Regions from separate parts of the Capra hircus genome. Here region 1 is linked to region 2. Evidence: chromatin contacts called from public Hi-C data. All regions are on one chromosome and are shown on one strand. The core of a region is the stretch at or near the end of the contact, and the rest is flanking DNA. Distances in the headings are between cores, read along the strand shown. Region 1 has its middle 160 kb from the start of LRRK1. Region 2 holds the start of CHSY1 (chondroitin sulfate synthase 1).

What was found. Hi-C and Micro-C count contacts between places; a contact is called where the count stands out from the background.
Region 1: a contact with region 2 is called in a Hi-C map of blood, with 2.4 times the contacts expected there. The contact joins the enhancer-like site here to the promoter of CHSY1 in region 2. A contact is called at or near these places in 4 of 5 Hi-C or Micro-C datasets (blood and liver).

Annotation. Positions count from the first base shown.
Region 1 is chr21:4,700,933-4,703,788 of ARS1.2, forward strand. No RefSeq gene overlaps it. Among named protein-coding and RNA genes, the nearest start is that of LRRK1, 160 kb to the right of the region's middle. Within about 2 kb of position 1,414, at least 2 of the 5 cell types and tissues checked have an H3K27ac peak or open chromatin away from gene starts, as enhancers often do.
Region 2 is chr21:4,511,223-4,513,972 of ARS1.2, forward strand. It overlaps CHSY1 (chondroitin sulfate synthase 1), which reads left to right and starts at 1,274. Exons shown (of 3, transcript XM_018066428.1): 1 at 1,274-1,604. The coding sequence starts at 1,282.

The sequences.
Region 1 (2,856 bases), core at 164-2,663, 190 kb after region 2:
AAATCCAGCCCTGGAACTCAGCCAGTGTGAACGGCCAGCTCTCAGCTGCCAGTGCCTTCCTTGAGCCTGGGAAGATGCAGGCCATTTCTGCCTGGCAGGGTCTGCTGACTTTGGTTCCCTGGGCTGTGAGGGCTCACAGTAAAGCTACCCTGTAGGAGGCAGCTCCCATGGCCCCGAGCCTGGGTCATTATCTGTTAAAGAGAGACTAACTCTCCAAAGGACTAATGGCATCTCGCTTCCTGGCAGCATTCATGAAAGGGGAAGGGGGTGGTTAACCCAGCTTTCAGGACGCTTTCCTTGGCCACTCGTGTAGTTTCTGTTGTTGCATAACAAGTCACCCCAACTTCGTAGCATACATCCAGCTTCCTATCTTCACAGTTCTCTGGTCCAGAATGTGGACAGGGCACAGGAGACTGGCTTGCCTCAACCCTGTAACATCTGAGGCCTCAGAGCCTCAGGTGACAACCGAAGGTAACCAGATAGCAGGAGTCATCTGAAGGCAACCGCCATCTTGTTTCCTTCACATGGTGCTGGTTTCTGACCGTGACCTCACCTGGGGCTGCTGGTCAGAGAGCATACACATGGCATCTCTGTGGGGCTTCAACTTCCTCCCAACATGGTGGCTTCACCACAGTCAGACTCCTACCTGGGGCTCAGGTTCCCAGAGGTGAATGCCCAGCTTCATTCCTTTTCTGACTGAATGTTGCAGGGCTACCCACTCCAGTATTTTTGGACTTCCCTCGTGGCTCAGCTGGTAAAGAATCCACCTACAATGAGAGAGACCTGGGTTCGATTCCTGGGTTGGGAAGATCCCCTGGAGAAGGGAGAGGCTACCCACTCCAGTATCCTGGCCTGGAGAATTCCATGGACTAGTCCATGGGGTCACAAAGAGTCAGACATGACTGAGCCACTTTCACTTGGAAGTCACACAACTTCATTCCATTGATTACAAGCAAGTCACCGGTCCTCTAGATTCAAGGGAGGGGGTATAGGTCCCCACCAGCACCCTGATGAGACAAAGTCAAAGCCAGTTGCAGTAAAGCTCAGAGATGAGAGATACTGTCGAGCTTTGGGAAATACAGCGGCACGCAGCACTCACTGTCTTTTTTTTCTCCACTCTGCCCCAGTCACAGTTTAGCTGCACAGATGGCCTTGGCCAGGCCTCTTCGGTGCCTTCTTCTGTGCTTCATGTCTGTGGGGCAGGTCCTCACAGGCCCACCAGGGAGGCCCCTGCACCTCTGCCTGTCTCACCATGGCTGGACTAAAGAGGTGCGTTCAGGGTTAAGTGGAGCTCAGGGGGCCTCATGGTTCAGTGGAGGATCGCTGGCTGCCCGCCCCCTCCTACCTCCCTCATAATCCACAGCCGTTCATGAGGCTCTGGGTCTTGAGTTTCTTGGCTCTGAACCTACAGCTCCGGAATGAGGGGAGCCGGGGCAGAGCCCAGGGGCCCTGAGACTCCTGCATGGCTGTCATGTAAGGGGCAGGCTGTTCTTTGTGGGGACGAACTGCAGTTGTGCTCCCTGTTGCCCTCGTTGGCTGAGAACATTTGAGGAATTCATCTGAGAACAGTGCAAGGATGAGAAGGTCCTAGTTGTGAGGACTGTGGAAACTCTGTAGTTTCAGAAGCTGCCTGCACTGAGAGACTCTCACAGGAAAAGCGTTTGGGTTCCCAGACTTCCCCTCCAACCCTTTGTCTGCTCCTGATATGTTGCTGACCCTCACCCTGTGAAAACCCCCAGAGTGGACATGTGGCCCTACTGGGGCTTGCACCTGGTCCACGTGCTAGAGAGAAAAGCAAAGCATGTGCACACACACACACACACACACAGAAACACCCAAGCAACAAATACCACACACCACACTGACACATACCCACACCGTACACACAAATGCACACCACCCCGCCCAACGCATACACAGTGCCCAGACATGTAACCATACCATGCACCACACCCCCCACCCCCCAACACTTACAGACACACACCCACATCACACACACATGCCTACACATGTACACACACCCACAGAAAATACTCCTCACCGGCCTGTGACATATACAGAAACCAGGTTGCATTTTAAACGATTTCTAGTCCATGAGGAATGCAAGGTATTGATGAGAAAGTTCCAGGAAGTGCAGCGAAGAGAGCCCGCCGGCTTCCCCTTCAGCCGCTCCGCAGGGCACAGCAGGGCTCCTGTGGCAGCTTCAGGGTCTGTGTTTACATGTGTCCACACACAGCCACAGGGCTCCTTCTTCCCCACATGGTCATACTCGGGAATACTTGGTAAAGTAAACTCATCAAGCCCACAAACTCTTCTCAGAGGGCTGCGAGCCCGGGCACCCATTGCTTTGCAGGCCCTGGCGGCGGCGCCAGGCAGAAAGGCGGGGCTGGGCCGCCGGAGCGGGGCGCCCTCTGGCCGCAGGTCGGGGAACCGCTGCTGCCGGCCTGGGGAAACCGCGGGACCCCGCAGAGGCCCTCGGACACTCGCCGCTTTTCCTGGGCTTAGGGACGGTTCTTATGTCTCCGGAAAGTGCATGTCTTTGTGGGCAAGCCCCAAGCTGCTGCTTACCGTGGTTGACCAGCTTCAACCATGGGAGAGGCCTTACAAAAGGGAGCCATCCTCTCTGTCTGGGGCCTAAAGGTGGCCGGGGAGGAGTGGCTTTCCAGGAGGAGCCTCTGACTCCTACCTCCACATTCCCCTGGCTCAGGGTTCCCCCACCTGTCTCCCCATAACATATGTCCTCTGGGTCCAGCCGCTGACCTTGATGTAACTTGTTCTCGAGGACTAGGAAGGGTTGAAGATCGGGGAGGTCTTGCCATGATTTTGTTTACAGCCGGCTCTGCTTCAAGTAAATGG
Region 2 (2,750 bases), core at 24-2,523:
GAGAAGCCGGTTCTCAAAAACTGTTTTTAGAAACCCATGGCACTTCTATGGATGGATGATGTTAAAACACAAAGACTCAGACTAGAGAAACTGATGAGTTTCTACGTAGAATGTAAAGAAAAAGCGTATTAACACCATCTACCATTTCTTCAACATCCTTTAAATGCTGCTAGTGTTAGAAGGTTGGACACTGAGTATAGCTTTCTTTTTCTTTCTGTTTTTAGCTTGGAAACCAGTAGCAGAGAACAAGGTAGCTGAATTCACGGTTCATTCTGCAGTCATGCACGTTTCAAACGGTTCCTGAGCTGTTTATGCTACACATGCTCGCTCGTACCCACAGAGCTGCGGGAACAAAGATACAGTGTGAATCGGGAGGACGCAGGGAAGGTGGCCGGAGAGGTCCGCCCGGCTGGAGGGCTGGGCGTGGGGAGGCGGGTGTGTCTGAGGACAGTGTGTGCAGGAGGAACGCGCGGCTCGTCCTCCACGAGTGCACTGTTCGAGGACCAAGAAGCCCCTTCTTAGAAATCCCTGATAAGATCCACGTTGGCGCAGCGTCTCGCGGCAGCCGGAGGCCGGGCGGAACGGCCTAGAGCCAGCGCCGCGCGCCGCAGCAGGGATGCCCCGGCGGGGCGGGTAACGGGCGGCCGGGCGCCTCGCTCCCGGCCCCAGGCGGCGCCGCGCCCGACCCACGCCCCCTCCGCCCGGGGCCGCCGCAGACCGCGCGGGCGGGGCTCTGAGCTGGGCTTTCTTTTTCGGGCAAACTTTCGCCACGTGAACCGCCCCCCATTCACTGCCGCGCCAATCGCGCGGCGCGGACGGATCCCGAGCGGGGCCACAGCGCACCGCCCCCTGCGCGCCGTGCGTGACGTGCGGCGCCCCCGCGGCGATGGCGCGCGGAGCCGGACGATGAGCAGCGGCCGCGCCGGCGCCGGCCACGGACATCAGCGTGCCGCGCGCAGCGCCAGCGGAGCCGAGCGCCCGGGGGGCGCCGCGCGGGGAGCCGAGCCGGCCGGGGAGCGCGGGGCGCGGGGCGCGGGCGGGGGGCCGCGGCCGGCGCGCGCTGGGCATGCTGCGCCCCTGAGGGCGGGCGCGCGCGAGCGGGACCGAGCGCCGGCGCGGGGCCTGCGGGCGGCCCGCGCTCCGCGATGGGCACGGCGGGCCCGCCGCAGCCGCGGCGCTGCCCGGGCGGGGCCGCGTAGGGCGGGCTGGCCTCGGCGGGCGGGCTGAGGGCGCGCGGAGCGGCGGCGGCGGCGGCGGCCCGGCGGGCGGAGCGGCGCGGGCATGGCCGTGCGCGGCCGGCGCGCCTGGCTCAGCGTGCTGCTCGGGCTTGTGCTGGGTTTCGTGCTGGCCTCGCGGCTCGTGCTGCCCCGCGCCTCCGAGTTGAAGCGGGCGGGCCCGCGGCGCCGCGCCAGCCCCGAGGCTTGCCGGCCCGGGCAGGCGGCCGCGGTGCCCCTGGCCGGCGGGGCGCGCGGGGATGCGCGCGGGCAGCGGCTCTGGCCCCACAGCGAGGCCCAGGATGGCGTCCCGCGCGACAGGAACTTTCTCTTCGTGGGAGTCATGACCGCCCAGAAGTACCTGCAGACCCGCGCGGTGGCGGCCTTCAGGTGAGTCCCCGCTCCCGGGCGGCGTCCAGCATCCGAGCGCGCTGCCCCGCGGCCCGCGTGCGGCGCGCGCCTTTGCCTGCCTCCCAGACCCGGCGCTCGCTGGGTTTCCGTGGGGCCGCTGTGCCCCGTGGGGCGTGCCGGGCGTTGGCAGCGGGCTCAGGGGCCGTATAGCGAGCGCAGCGCTCAAAAGCAGGGGCTTTGGGGTCCAGCGGACCAGCGTGGCCCCTCTGGGTGTAGTCTTCACGCGGACTTTCTGCTCCGCGCTTCATCTTTTCTTGTCCTAGTCCTTTCCTTTGTTGAATGAGCACCACGGAACATTTCCAAACACCCATAAGAGTGTTCGGAAAACTCAGCACAATAATGGTAATTGTGGTGGCAGCGGGGGTTATTATTCGAGGCTCTGAAACCTGCACTTTTAGCCTTGCAGAACTAGAGCCTGTGTAAGTTAATTTGGTCAGAGGCCTTCCACTTTTAGTTTTCACTGTTGGGACCATTCTGGTAAATGGAAGGGGTACACGCTGCACACTCAACCCCACCAGACTTTTGTAATTGGAAAGAGAACCTTTGGGAAAGCAGTTCTTGGCTCATGGTAGATTTGTTGTTAACTAGCCCAGTTTAGTGACGTGTGTGTTATCCGGTATCTGGGTCCTAGTTGGCCATATGAGTCAGAAAAGTGGCTGGAATCATGTTCAGGATTAACAAAGGGATTAGCCAAAGTAATCTTTAGAAGAGTGAAAGAGAGATGATATTGGAATGAATTTGAGGTAGAAGAGGGATGTATTAATAGATTCAGTAAAGAGATTTAATGGAAACCTTATCTGTGTGAACTACAGAAATGCTTACTCTACAGATAACATTTGGTATTCATCCAACCACAGAGCAAACCAACCTGAGAGGTCTGCTGGGAATGGACTCTTAGAGCAGTCATTACTGAGAGAGGCCAAGCTGGTGGTTGTTCTTAATTTATAACCATCACCTGTATAACTTCGGCTTTTAACTGTAGTCCTGGTCTAAATTTTCAGGCATTAGATGTTGTGAGGAGAAAAGCATATTTGGGGCTCCGTTCCTCTAAAGGAGGAGGAAAAGGGTTGAAAAGGAAGGTAGAGAGCAGTAGAGAAAGTCTGCCTTTTCAGTGCATTGATTCCC